Linked DNA regions of Sus scrofa: region 1 is linked to region 2. A link is a contact called in public HiChIP or PLAC-seq data. All regions are on one chromosome and are shown on one strand. The core of a region is the stretch at or near the end of the contact, and the rest is flanking DNA. Distances in the headings are between cores, read along the strand shown.

What was found. HiChIP or PLAC-seq counts read pairs in DNA pulled down with a chosen protein or histone mark.
Region 1: an H3K27ac HiChIP or PLAC-seq map of skeletal muscle shows a contact between it and region 2. The contact joins the enhancer-like site here to the promoter of SUFU in region 2. A contact is called at or near these places in 2 of 5 promoter capture datasets (liver and skeletal muscle), 6 of 47 Hi-C or Micro-C datasets (blood, embryonic fibroblasts, liver and 2 more) and 2 of 2 datasets of contacts at active chromatin or transcription factors (alveolar macrophages and skeletal muscle).

The regions. Positions count from the first base shown.
Region 1 is chr14:113,557,019-113,564,173 of Sscrofa11.1, forward strand. All of the region lies in intron 5 of SUFU (suppressor of fused homolog), which reads left to right. It also overlaps the pseudogene LOC100738685. Among named protein-coding and RNA genes, the nearest start is that of SUFU, 61 kb to the left of the region's middle. Within about 2 kb of position 4,818, at least 12 of the 83 cell types and tissues checked have an H3K27ac peak or open chromatin away from gene starts, as enhancers often do. A contact at or near this core is called in liver and skeletal muscle, where this site is marked.
Region 2 is chr14:113,496,093-113,503,771 of Sscrofa11.1, forward strand. It overlaps SUFU (suppressor of fused homolog), which reads left to right and starts at 3,909. Exons shown (of 14, transcript XM_021072750.1): 1 at 3,909-4,810; 2 at 4,813-4,930. The coding sequence starts at 4,750. ACTR1A (alpha-centractin) reads right to left here and starts at 2,702. Exons shown (of 11, transcript XM_001928877.5): 1 at 2,522-2,702. The coding sequence starts at 2,569.

The DNA.
Region 1 (7,155 bases), core at 3,568-6,067, 62 kb after region 2:
TCCTGGGGACTTCCATTCTTTTGTGTAACCTCCCCAGTAGGCAGCTCAGTGATACTGATACTGATCCTGATACTGCCATTTTTCAGATGAGGAAATGGGCTCAGAGAGGTGGCGGGCCTTGGAGAATTTCCTGCAGCTGATGAGTGGCAGGAGCCAGTCTCCAGGGACGCTCTTACCAGCACTGGTTTGCCTGCTATAGCCTCTGAGCCTCCAAGGATCCATTTTAAATGAAGAGCGACCTTGAGGGAAAGGAGCACTTTTTAATCGGTTGTATTTTTTATTTCTTCTTTAAGTACCAGCTACACGCCAAGGACGCTGTCAGATGGTGCTTAAGCCGTGTGGAACAAACAGATAGGATCCCTGTCCTTAGGCAGTGGAGAGAGACCCCCAAAACACAGGCAAATAAATATTTGATTCCATAAGGTCATAGAACAGAAAAGCTCAGGATTCTCCAAAAGAGTAAGGCGGTGGACTCCTTTTAGATTGTGGAGTCAGCAAGGACAGAACTGAAAGGCAACGAGACTTTTCAGCAGAGGGGACAGCATGTGTAGGTCCCTGAGGAGAGAAAGAGCTTGAGGAAAATGAGGAACTGGAGGGAGGGAGGGAGGGAGGTAGAAGAAAGGGCTCAGGAAAAGCCGGAGGCTGCGCAGGCATGGGAAGGTGCTGGGCTTTGCACTTGCACTTGGACTCAAAGTTGAGATGAAAAGCCTGGGCATGATTCTAAGGGCAGTGGAGAGCTCCGAATGCATTTTAAGGAAGAAGGGAACATGACCAATTTGGGGAGTGAAAATACTTTATTTTTTTTTTTTTTTTTTTTTTTTAATTTTTTTTTTTTTTTTTTTCTTTTTTGTCTTTTTGTCTTTTGTCTTTTGTTGTTGTTGTTGTTGTTGTTGCTATCTCTTGGGCCGCTCCCGCGGCATATGGAGGTTCCCAGGCTAGGGGTTGAATCGGAGCTGTAGCCACCGGCCTACGCCAGAGCCACAGCAACGCGGGATCCGAGCCGCGTCTGCGACCTACACCACAGCTCACGGCAACGCCGGATCGTTAACCCACTGAGCAAGGGCAGGGACCAAACCCTCGACCTCATGGTTCCTAGTCGGATTCGTTAACCACTGCGCCACGACGGGAACTCCTGAAAATACTTTAAAAAAAAATAAATTAAGACGTGTTTGGATCTGAAGTGTTTTGAGATTTTCTGCCTGCATCATTAGCGTGGCTGTTCCCCAGAAAGTGCTGGGGCCGTGGCAGTACTTGGAGAGCTGCGTTCTGATCCTGGGGATCTTACTTAATTCGAAATAATTCCCCCCCCCCGCCCCCGCCCCGGCCTGCCTCTGCGAAGGCTCTCCAGCCCAGGGAGCAGACATCTCTCTCTCTCTCTCAGGGGTGTCAGCAGCCTCTTCATACCTGTGCCCAACAACCCACCAGAGGGCTCTCTTCTTCCAGATCCAGGAGGTAGGTCGGGCCTCAATTCCTCATCCCTGCTCTGCAGGTGAGTGAGGGAAGTCAGAAAGATTGAATGAGGCATTTAGAACGTGTCCCCAGGTGTGAGATGTTGCTAGGCTGCAGTTCCGTTTCTCATCAGCGGCTTACCTGGCCTGCTTCTCTCTAGATGTCCCAAGTGTGTGCGATCTTAATATCGTGGCCTCAAGTAGAGTATTCTGAGAAGAGATGCTCCATCATTACCAATGAGAGCTGTCGAGCTCTCTTGTTTCCTGGTTCCATTGCCCCAGTCAGCTTAACTGAAGCCAAATGGAGCTGCCTGGTTATATTAATATCATTTTTCTTCCTTATACTCCTTTTGCTTTTCCTGACATTTTCTTTCCCTCAGCCTGATTTATCCCCTTTTCTAGTTGCTATGGATCTGTAAAATATTTTCCCTTTCATCTGTTACTAATACTGACCAACCATAAGGCACAACAATCTCTGATTTCTCGGCGCTTTCCTAAGATTTTAGATTAATGGTTGAGAGATTGTGTTTCTACTCCACTGCAGTAAAACAGATCAGCCCCTCAGAAATGATCTTCTGGCCTAAAATTTAAGTGGTTTGCATGTAAATTATCACCTATCCAATATCTAACTCTATAGAGTTTTTTTGAGGGACGACTCAAATCCAAAAAACAGAAGTTGGTGAAGTACAGCCTGCAGGTCAAATCCTGATAGACACCTGTTTTTGCAAATAAAATTTTATTGGACCACAGACACACGAGTTACATGTTATCTAGGCTTTTTGTGTCTGTGCTGCAGCAGCAGAGTTGAATAGTTGTATCAGAGACTCTATGTCCCTCAAAGCCTAAAATATTTGATAGCTGGCCTTTCACTGGAAAAGTCAGCCGACTTCTGACTTAGAGAGCATTTTCCACTTCTGATAACTACCCAAGTGGAGAGGTGGCTGTCTTTGTCTGTGTGATAGATCCAGAGGTCCTCTGAAATGAATCGCCTTAGCTGGGGCCTGTGCCCTGGTCCATGACAGAAGGATCACAGCACCTAGAGCTTTGTTGGGGGAGGGGGAATGCATTTCCTACTGAGCTGCTGCACGATTTGAGGCAAATTCCTTTATCTTCCACGAGTCTGTATTTACTTGGAGAACTGCATGAAAGGCTCTGAGCTTCTTTGTGGAAAGGAGTTATTTGATAACAGCTGTTAAGCTAGGACATTAGTTCTCAGCCTAGTTCTCTTTTCTGGCCCCCTGTTGAGTCTTATTTGGTTGGCTCTTCAGCAGAATGTGGCTGCTTTGTCTCTAGCACCTGCATTTCAAGGATGCTCCCTGCAGGGAGCAGTGAAGGCCTCTGGTAAATAGAGCAGCCGAAGAGTTAGGAGTAGACCCAGCACCTTTATAGGAGATAAAGCCCGTTTGGTGACTGGAAATGGCTCATGATAAAACGTTCAATGAAGAAGGCTGGAGAAAAGCACTAATCGGGGCAGGAGCCCTAGAGATAGGCTGCCACTTGGGCCATGTGGGACCTGTAGGACCTGTGGCATTTGGGTCAAAACTGAACATCTTGGGAGTTCCTGTCATGGCTCAGTGGAGATGAATCTGACTAGCATCCATGAAGACACAGGTTCGATCCCTGGCCCTGGCCTCATGCAGTGGGTTAAGGATCCGGCATTGTGGTGAGCTATGGTGTAGGTCACAGACATAGCTTGGATCTGGCATTGATGTGGCGTAGGCCAGTGGCCACAGCTCTGATTCCACCCCTAGGCTGGGAACCTCCATATGCTGCTGGTGCTGCCCTAAAAAGACAAAAAAAAAAAAAAAAAGAAAAAAAGACTTGGCTGCTTCATTTGTGAAATGGAGTAATCAGGATATCTACTTCATAATAATGTGAGTGTCCCTAGGACAGCACCGGGCCTAATACACGGAAGCAATTAATATTTTTTATGTTGTCATTTAAGAAGCACTTGCAGGGAGTTCCTGTCATGGCTCAGAAGTTAACAAACTCAACTAGCATCCATGAGGACACAGGTTCAATCCCTGGCCTCGCTCAGTGGGTTAAGGATCCGGCATTGCCATGAGCTGTGGTGTAGGTTGCAGACTCGGCCAGATCCCGTGTTGCTATGGCTGTGGTGTAGCCCAGTGGCTGCAGCTCTGATTCAACCCCTAGCCTGGGACCCTCCATATGCCGAGGGAGCAGCCCAAGAAATGGCAAAAGGACCAAAAAAAAAAAAAAAAGAAGAGGAAGAAGCACTTGCAGAAAAAAAGGAAATAGGCTTAAAAGAAAAAAAAAAAAAAAAGCAGGATATTATATCTCTAAATAGAACTGGGTCCTAATCCTGTTAACAGTATGTAGCCATCCGCATAGACACCTGGAGGCGACACATGAAGATAACCACAAAGCCCATCTTTGGTCATTGGGGTTATGAGTCACTGACATTTTCCTTTTGGTGCCTTTCTGCCAGTTTAGAATTTTCTGCACAAACATGAATTTTATTATCAGAAAAGAAGGACCAAAAGGATAACTATGACTAAATTTTTCAAAGAACTTCCCAGAGAACAGAACGTGAACCCTGAGAAGCAGTCCCAGGCCAGAACCATGGGACAAGTCACCACCCTAGGTTGTGCTTCCTTCTGCAATTACTGGAATAGCTTTGACTTGCTATTTCTTACAGTTTCTTTCTTCCTTCCTTCCTTTCTTCCTTTCTTTCTTCCTTCCTTCCTTTTTTTTTTTTTTGTTTTTTGTTTTTTGTCTTTTTGCTATTTCTTGGGCCGCTCCCACGGCACATGGAGGTTCCCAGGCTAGCGGTCGAATCGGAGCTGTAGCTGCTGGCCTACGCCACAGCCACAGCAACACGGGAACCTACACCACAGCTCACGGCAAGGCCAGATCGTTAACCCACTGAGCAAGGGCAGGGACCGAACCCGCAACCTCATGGTTCCTAGTTGGATTCGTTAACCACTGTGCCACCACGGGAACTCCTCTTTCTCTCTTTCTTTCTTTTCTTTCTTTCTTTCTTTTCCCTTCCTTCCTTCCTTCCTTCCTTCCTTCCTTTTGCTTTTTGGGGCTGAAACTGCAGCATATGGAAGTTCTCAGACTAGGAGTCAAATCAGAATTGTAGCTACCAGCCTACATCACAGCTCCAATGCCAGATCCTTAACCCACTGAGCGAGGCCAGGGATCAAACCTATGTCCCCATGGATCCTGGTCGGGTTCGTTACTGCTGTGCCACAACAGGAACTCCCTTGCTCAATTTTTTAATAGCTCTCTCTGTGGGAAATAAATGCTTCTCCTAAGCCAGACACAGCTCTGCTCTGGCCCCTCTGGCATTGGGTCTCCATAGTCAGGCCTGTCTTCTTGACTTTCAGAGAGACGTGTGACAGGCTTGTTTGGTTTCTCTCCAGGACTCAGGGACCAGGCAACTGGCCTGTTCTTCCCTGTGCAGCTCTGATAATGTTCCAGAAGTATTTCTGACTCCTTGCAGAGCCCTTCTCCAGGCACATGACAATTGAAACTGGAATCATAGGACGAAAAGAGAAAAGAACTTGGGTGCTTTTTCAGGAGAGGTTGCAGCAAACCTAGGGCATGGTTGTTTTGCTGGCAAACTGGCATGGGGCCTCCAAAACGGCAGTCAGTGGCTGTCCTCAGCCTTGTCCAGCTTGGCCCAGTGGAAGCTGCAACCCGGGACACTGCACTGGCACAGGGCGGGTGTTTCTGGGACAGGTGCAATCCAGTGTCTGTGGTTTCCTGAGCCCCGCTCCTAGCTGTAACAGTTCCTCTTTGGGTTTGAAGCTTTAGGGAGAACAGGACACTTATCAACTTCCTGGGCTGACTGGGCATATCTGGGTCCCCACCTGCACTGGCCAGCCTGGTGACCCGAACACAGAAGGCCATTGTCCTATGCCTCTCTTTACTGGGCCACTCAGGTCACACATGCATTGTTATCTGTCTTGGCTAAGGCACTTTTATTCCTCCAAACAAAAAATAACGTTATTGTTTTTCCAGTTGAAAAAATGTTTTTAAAAAATGTAAGCAATGTGGAAAATGTGAAAAAAGTAAGTCACAACCATGGGTAGAGTGGGCATGCATTTTTACTTTAAAAAATATGAAAAAAGTATTAATTTGATGATATATATATAAGAAAAGAGTGTTTCATTTTTCAGTTTATACACTTGTCTGTTGTTTGAATTTCTTATAAAAAGCCTATATTACTGGGGGATGTGCCTATATTACTGTGGGATGGAAATCCTATGAAATCAGATTGTTATGATCATTATACAACTACAGATGTGATAAATTCATTTGAGTAATAAAAAAATGGGAAAAAAAAGAATTAAAAAAAAGCCTATATTACTTTGTAGTCTAATTAAGGATATAATCAAAAATGAAAAATATAATTGAAAATGAAAAATATAATAAAAATCTCTATTACTTTGTAATTTAATTAAAGATATAATCAAAAATGAAAAATATAATCGAAAATGAAAAAATAATAAAAAGCCTATATTACTTTGTAATTTAACTAAGGATATAATAGAAAATGAAAAATATAATCGAAACTGAAAAATGAACCTTTGTCCCAGCGCTGTCAGCAGTGTCTCTACAGCGCTAGGATGAAGGTTCACTCCCTGGCCTGGCACAGTGGGTTAAAGATCCAGCGTTGCCACAGCTGCAGCATAGATCACAACTGTGACGTGGATCTGATCCTGGCTCGGGAACTCCATGTGCCATGGGGCAACCAAAAAAGAAAAATAAATAAATAAATTTTTTAAAAAAGAAAATGAGAAGTAAACAGTATCAAATCTCAGCCCCTGAGACATCCACTCTTAATATTTGGTGACATCATTCTAGAGAGATGTCTCTTCACATAAAAAGAATTACAGTTTTATTGACAATACTGTATATATTAGCATGCTTTCTTTTTTTCTTTCTTTTCTTTTTTTTTTTTTTGCCTTTTAGGGCTGCACCTGCAGCATGTGGAGGTTCCCAGGCCAGGGGTCCAATAGGAGCTACAGCTGCTGTCCTACCCCACAGCCCCAGCAATGTCAGATCTGAGCCGCATCTGCGACCTACACCAGAGCTCCTGGCAACACCAGATCCTTAACCCACTGAGCGAGGCCAGGAATTGAACCTGCAACCTCATGGTTCCTACTCAGATTCGTTTCCATTGCACCATGACAGGAACTCCAGCATGTTTTCTTCACTAGCATTATGTCACAGTCTTTCTAAGTGCATAGCGATCAGTAGCTGTGTTTGTAAAGGTTGTACAGTGTTCCATTTTATGATAGTGAAAGGAAAATGCACTATTTTCCTCTTATTACTCTACTTATGTGACTAGTTGTGTGGGTTTTTCCACTCTAAGCAACTCTCCAATTTTCTGCAGACCCCCAACTAGGTGTCCTACTATTCAGTTCAGTTCTTCATCCTCTTTTTTTTCACTTACTGAATATTTATTGAGTACCTGCTGAATGCCAGAAAAAAGGAACAGAAACTGTCCAGAACTACTTCTAACTCTTTCAGCAATGCCTGAGTCCTTAGCATAAAAATGCCCAGTCTGCTGATAGAGAATCCATTCATTCTTGGAAAGTTCCCAGGCCAGGGGTCAAATCAGAGCTTCAGCTGCCAGCCTACACCACAGCCACAGCAACGCCAGATCCTTAACCCACTGAGCGAGGCCATGGGTTGAACCCGCTCCTCATGATACTAGTTGGGTTCATTACTG
Region 2 (7,679 bases), core at 2,659-5,158:
GCCAGAATTGGATGAAAGGAGTGGTCAACAACTGTTTGAAGATTGGGAAGGGCTGTGAACTGATAATAGAATCGTTTCCTCTTTTTCCTGCTCTCTTTGTTCTCTTTTAATTACACTGTCCTTAGCCCAGAAATAAAACTGGCAGCATGGTAAGCTATGTAGCTGGTAAATCTGCTAGAGGCACATTACCCTCATAATATAAAGTTGGCTCAAATAATTCTTCCTCTCCATCTTTCACTTTTTTTTTTTTGGTTTTTGCTTTTTAGGGCCACACCCATGGCATATGGAGGTTTCCAGGCTAGGGGTCAAATTGGAGCCACAGCCACAGCAACGCAGGATCTGAGCCGAGTCTGTGACCTACACCACAGCTAACGGCAACACCAGATCCTTAACCCACTGAGCGAGGCCAGGGATCAAACCTGCAACCTTATGGTTCCTAGTGGGATTCGTTTCCGCTGTGCCACAACGGGAACTCCTCCATCTTTCACTTTGAAACTAAACTAAACTAAACTAAACCCTCTAAATATCAAACAGCAAGAACCACCTGAGGCCCCGAATCTAAATCTGTGACAGAGTTCCAGCTGTGGTGCAGTGGATTAAGAATCCAACTGCGGAGTTCCCGTTCTTCTTTTCCTTTGTAGTGTATTTGTAATGCATCAAAGCAATAGCGAATTTTCAAGATTTTAGGAATAGACTTATTTCTCTGGGAAACCAATAAATCAATTATACCAACAAATCGATCAATTCATAGTCTGGTGAAGGAAACAAACAAAAATCCTCCCTAAAATGAGGTCTCTCACTGAGCTCAACCTCCTTCCTAAAGAGAAGGAAAGCTAACTAACCAAAAAGCATCTTTCATTGGAAAAAATGAGGAATTTAGAACCCAGTCTTAATCTGAGTCTTGGCACCTCAACTCATAACCCAGCTGGTTTGAATACTGTTTGTTATTTAACCTCCCCAAGCCTCATTTTTCTTCATATTTCAATTGGGACTAGTAAGCCCTAACTACCTATCAGAGTTGAAGCCTAAAGAAGATTCAGGAGTTCCTGTCTAGGGAAAACGAATCTGAATAGCATCCATGAGGATGCAGGTTGGATCCCTGGCCTGGCTCAGTGGGTTAAGGATCCGGCTTGCGTGAGCTGTGGTGTAGGTCGCAGATGCAGCTCTGATCCCAGCATTGTCATGGCTGTGGTGTAGGCCAGCAGCTACAGCTCCTATTCAGCCACTAGCCTAGGAACCTCCATCTGCCGCAGGTCGGCCCTAAAAAGACACACACACAAAAGATGATGCAAGTTAAAGGACCTTGCAACGTGCCAAAGATCCCAAGGGCTGAATCAGCAGAGTGAATGTGACAGTCAGCTTAGGACAAAGGAAACTGGCAATTGTGCCTCAATGGAGGGACTTAGAAGAGGAACAGAAAGGTATCAACCCAACCTTTCCGTGGAAAGACAGAAATTCAGTTTTATACAACTGCTTCTCTCCGCCAAAAATAAGAGCAGTATTTAGATTCTTTCCATTTGTCACTATTGATGCACCTGCATGGGTACTAGCAAGAAGAATAGCGGATAAAGCACTGGATTTAGGGCACCACTACTGTGCGACCTTGGGCTCACTTCACCTCTTCGCGCTTCAGTTTTCTCATTCGTAAAACGAGGATCAAACGTCCTGCTTTAACTATCCACCTCAAATTGGTGAGGATCCAATTTGAATGCATGTGAAACCCCTGTGTAAGCGCTACAGCGCCTGGCAAATACGTTTAGTTATTTTTTTTTCCACAGCAACTAGGCGTTTCGAAGAGAAAGGTAACCCCCTACTTGCTTTGTCACTCCCCTTTCTTCTCAACATTTATTAACGTTGTAATTTAAAATCACAGAAATAACTGAAATCCTAAGGCCATTTCTGGCACCACACATTCGAGCCCCACCCAAACATACCGCCAAGCCGCGGGCCCGTCTGGGGACCGAAGGAAGCTTAGCCCTTCTCCACTCCCGGGCGGGCCCTAGCGGGTCAGGCCCCACCACTCCGAGGCCCCGAAACCAATCCCCACGGCCCTCGAGCGCCGCCCCGCCCCTTAAAGGGGGGAAATACTATGGCGGCCGGGAAGAAAGGCAGGAGAGCGAGCCAATCACTGCAGAGGGCTGCCCTCATCCGGCAAGGCCCAGAGGCGGGGTCATTGGCCAAGATGGACAGCCAGAACAGCCTATAGAGTTATCGGAAGCTGGGACGGGGCGGACGCCGGGCTCTCACAGAGAGGTTAAGGCCCCTCTAGCCAGGGGCCCAAGGACCCGGCTCGGACTATAACCCTTCCCTTTATCCATCCCAGGGTTCTCCATCCCATGCTTGATGGCCGGCTGGCCCGCCCTGCCTGTGGATTACGGGTCGGGGGAGGAAGGAGGCGGCGGCGGCTGAACCCGCCTGACAGGCCGGGCCAGTGACAAAGAACCGGCGGCCCAGGCTGAAACCCGGGAAGCGATCCCTTCGAGGAGGAGAGCATAAGTCCCTCTAGGGGGATGCAACTCACGTTGTCGATCACGACAGGCTGGTTGGCGATCACATCGTAGGACTCCATGGCAGAGGAATCTCTCCTTCCGAGGAAGGAACTGCCAGACCGGTCTGCCGCTAACGCCACTGAAACGCATGCGCAGTCTGGCCTCCAGTACCGGACGGCCAGGGAGCGGCCCGACCTCGCTTTCGAAGAACTACAATACCCAGAAGGCTCTGCATTGTATTTAGCTGCTTCGGAGCCCCGCCTAGTGTAAGTGACACGGCATCGCGTTTCCGGCGCACGGTGTGTTGGGCTTTGTAGTCTCTATAGATTAAATAGAAAGGGACGCTGATTGCATTGCCTACCAGAATCTGTAGTCCATTGGGAGGGATTCCCAGTGCCTCCTGAAGTATGTAGTATTTGTCTGTAGTTCGGTTTGGATTGATCAGTAACTTGTGGATGTTTGGCTTTTACAGATCAGTCCTGCCACTCTCCACCACTTCCCCTGGACAACGTAAGGTTGCCATATTTTTATATGGGTCTATAAGACATTAACAAACATATATCATGGAGTTCCCATCGTGGCGCAGTGGTTAACGAATCCGACTAGGAACCATGAGGTTGCGGGTTCGATCCCTGCCCTTGCTCAGTGGGTTAACGATCCAGCGTTGCCGTGAGCTGTGGTGTAGGTCGCAGACGCGGCTCGGATCCCGCGTTGCTGTGGCTCTGGCGTAGGCCGGTGGCTACAGCTCTGATTGGACCCCTAGCCTGGGAACCTCCATATGCCGCGGGAGCGGCCCAAGAAATAGCAACAACAACAACAAAAAAAAAGCCAAAAAAAAAAAAAAAAAAAAAAAAAAAAACAAACATATATCACTATAGCACTCTAATAAAAGTAACTTCTAATACACACAAATACACAGGGAGGAACATATTCAGAGAATAGAGGAAAGTAGTTTAAATTACATAAAATTTGCTTTTGCGGTAAAAGAACATTTTTGTTGATTTTTGCATTTTTTTCCTGGATAGTTGTAATGCAACATGCTAACATTGATCTAAAGACTGGCATTTGGCGCTACTGGTATAGATGATATTTTGGCCATTAAAACGACGTTCATCTTCCAGCTTCAGGAACTGCTCTAGCATATCTTTAATTTTCATAAGGATTCACATTGATGAATGAGAAAATGGAAGCGAAAAGAGGTTCTATTTTTTTCTTCCTTTCTTTTTTTTTTTTTTGGTCTTTTCAGCGCCGCACTCGCGGCATGTGAACGTTCCCAGGCTGGGGGTTGAATTGGAGCTGTAGCTGCCAGCCTATTTCACAGCCACAGCAACCCAGGATCCGAGCCCAGTCTGTGATCTACGCCACAGCTCACGGCAACACCAGATCCTTAACCCACTGACCAAGGTCAGGGATCGAACCCGAGTCCTCATGGATACTAGTCGGGCTCGTTAACCAGTGAGCCACGACGGGAACTCCATCACTGCTTTCTAATTGAGCCCAGTGTCTAGAGTATTTCCTCCCGCCCTTCAAGTTGCAAGGACCCTTTAGTTAATAGTCCTGACCCTTTAGTCAGGATATTTAATCGATCCTAATTTATCTAAGTCCTGTTACTTTCTAGCAGAAATTCAAAATAGATATTTCAACATATGACCCTCGAGTTTGGCGGTGTTGGTGTCAATCTGGTCAATGGACATTCAAAGACGGTAGGAAACATTCAGATTTTTACTGTTAAAACTAATGCTACACGAACGAATGAATCAATCCATTGCCAGATTTGTTTAACAATCCTTCTTAGAGTGACCGCAGAACAATTACAAGCCCTTTACCCACGCACTTCCCAGCGCTTTGGTGCGACCCTAGCACCTCAGAAAGACGCGCCAGCATCTCTATTTAAACCTGAGTTCCTCCTAACACTAGGGGAGGCCAAGAGCTTCGGGACACCCCTTAAACAGGGAGAGGGAGGCGGGACCTATTGTCAAGTCACGCCTTTCCCACCTGTGACTGGCAAAGATACTAGCCAATGGATGTCGGAATAGGGCGCGCCGCCGCCCCGCCCCCCTGAGCGCCCCGCGGCCCCCGAGGCACCCTCTGGCCGTCGCTTGCCTGGGCGGACGGTGCGCCTTGCGCAGGCGCGGAGCTTAGACCTCGCTGCAGCCCCCATCGCCTCCGGGAGTCGCACCCAGGGAGTCCGCCTGCTGGCGCGTCAGCGCTCTCCCCGTCGTCTGCCCTCCCCGGTCCCCCCAGCGCCCTACGCGCCCCGATGGCGGAGTTGCGGCCTAGCGGTGCCCCCGGCCCCGCTGCGCCCCCGGCCCCTGGCCCTACTGCCCTCCGGCCTTCGCCTCTCTCTTCCCCCCGGGACTGCACGCCATCTACGGAGAGTGCCGCCGCCTTTACCCTGACCAGCCGAACCCGCTCCAGGTTACCGCTATCGTCAAGTACTGGTATGTCTTGGGCCGTGGGGAGATGGACAGGGGCGGGCTGGGAAGGGTTAAAGCGCCGAGGGCGAAGTAGTTTGCGGGGAAGAGGAGGGGGAAGGAGAATGGTTAAAGCACTTGGAAGGAGGGCTTCCTGCTGAGAGGGAAGAAGTTAAGGCTCAAGTTAGGAATGGGGACAAAGGGGTTAACGAAGCCTTTGGGTAGCGAAGGGTTAACGAGGGGGGTGGATGCAGGGTAAACTGGGATTAGGAGAATAGAGTGAATTGGGGTGTGGGTAGGAGCAGGGGGGCGCATACGACAGGAGAGAGGGAACTGTAAACGTGGTGAAAGGAGGGGGCGCCTGTAGGGGGTCATTAGAGGGCGAGGGGAAGCCCGGGCGGGGTGGGGGGCGGCTGAAGTGGGATGAGGGAGGCGAGGCGGGGCCTGGGGAGCATCTGAGAAGGCTTTGGAGCAGCGCGGCTGGAGGAGCTCAGAGGGCAGGAGACTGCATAGGGTAGGGGCGGGTGTGGGTCTGTGGCTTAGGAGGGGAGCAAGTTGTGAGCATTGCGCTTGCGAAGGGATGAGGAGGAGGTCTCCTTTTGATTCCTTCCCTATGAGCTCAGACATCATATCAGTGCAGTGCTTTAGCGTTTGAAGTTTGGCGGAGAAACTTTTCCTGATAAACTTTGTGCTTACTCTGCATAGTTCTCTTTCTCCATGCAGAGCTTCCTCTGGGTTCCGCAGCTGCTTTGCTTTAGGTCACTGGCTAGCACAGAGGCAGGCAGGGTCAAGGGAGATCCATGGTTTGGCTCAGAATCGAAGGAGCCTGCAGTAAATGGTGAAGAGCTGGGACTTGGACAGGGAGGATCCTGCAGTGGGATATTAAGAGGAGCTTTGTGGCCCCCCGCTTCAAGATTTAGGTAGTAGTTCCTCAGGGAAGCTGAGAGTAACCCTCAAGCAGCTCTGTTAAGACCAGACCTGTGTTCAGACGGGCTGCCCCTGGGATGGGAATGGTCTTTTCTCATTTAACATTCCTGTTTGCAACCTGTCTCTTCCTGCTGCCTCTGGGCAAAACAGGTGTTATGAGGACTCTGGAAAAGAGCCTGTCTTCCTGGTCTTTCTGGACCAAAAGTTGACTGAGAGTTGAATCTGTTCAGAACCACATTCATGCAGGCATTGTATTAGACGAGCCTGCCCCATCATTGAATCCTGAACAATGATTCAGGCAGCTGCTTGGGGTGTGGCCAAAGGAGAGGTAGACCCAAAGGGGGACGTGAATAGAGTGGATGTCTTTCCCTTTAGGATTGAGTCTTTCTCTTCTGCGACAACCTCTTACTTCCTCTGGAGATGGCAGAAGCTAGGCTGTGTAGAGTTGAGGCTAGCTACCTGTGCTGATAGGAGGATGTAAAGAGGCTGACAGTGTGAAGGGGCCTGGGAAGCAGCCACCTGCTCCGTAGGGAGAGCTGTGGGAATGCCTGCCTCTGTCTGGTAGCCAGGAGGTGGTGTGGTACAATTCTCTCTGGCAGGTACACTGTTCTTTGGTTGAGAGGAGATTTTGAAGAGAGCATCTGAGTGAAAAGCAGCTCTTGATAACTTAATCACCCATTCTCATTTTGCCTCTATATTTAAGTATGTATAATGTTCCATTCCCTTGGGATGTGTCATGAAAAAAGGGGACTTTATGCCATGCTGTTCGTTCAGGCTTCATTTAAGGAGAAATTCCTACTCAGACTTGGGCAACTGTTGGGTGACTGTGGAGGGTAGAGTTGTGTGTAAAAGGTATTGAGGAAGTTCCTTTGTGGTGCATTGGGTTAAGGATCTGGCGTTGTCACTGCTGCAGCTTGGGTCACTGCTGTTGTGAGTTTGATCCCTGGCTTGGGAACTTCCACATGCCATAGGCGTGGCCAGAAATAAAATAAAATAGTTTAAACAAAAATAAATGAAAGGTGGGAGTTCCTGTCATGGCTCATTTGTTAACTAATCTGACTAGGAACCATGAGGTTGTGGGTTCGATCCCTGGCCTTGCTCAGTGGGTTAAGAATCCGGTGTTGCCGTGGGCTGTGGTGTAGGTCACAGACGCGGCTCGGATCCCACGTTGCTGTGGCTGTGGTGTAGGCCAGCGGCTGCAGCTCCGATTAGGCCCCTAGCCTGGGAACCTCCATATGCCATGGGAAGCAGCCCTAGAAAAGGCAAAAAGACAAAAAAAAAAAAAAGAAAAAGAAAAAGAAAGGTATTGAATACATGCAAAGGACTAAGATTGGTTTGGGAATCTTTTTTTTTTTTTTTTGCCTTTTTGTTGCAACTCTGTTAACTAGGCCAGGACTTATCTTAAAAGACGGTCCAGGAATTTCTGTTGTGGCTCAGCAGGTTAAGAACGTGACCAGTTAGTCTCCGTGAGGATTTGGGCTCAATTCCTATCTCACTCCGTGAGTTAAGGACCAGGCAACACAGGTTGCAGATGCAGTTCGGATCCTGTCGTCGCTGTGGCTGCGGTGTAGGCCAGCAGCTGCAACTCCAATTTGACTCCTAGCCTGGGAACTTCCATATGCCACAGGTGCGGCCCTAAAAAAGAAGAAGAAAAAAATAAAAGGATGGGCCAATTTCTAATGTTGAGTCAAAAGGGCTGTATAGCATTTTGTGGAATTAGAAATGCTGCCTAGATGCAAAAATACATGAGAGGGAACAGCTCAGTGACCAGTTCTTTCTAAGTTCTGGAGGGGTTGCATGATTAAGATTCTGAAAGTAATTCATTGATAACACTCGCGTTTGGGGTCCC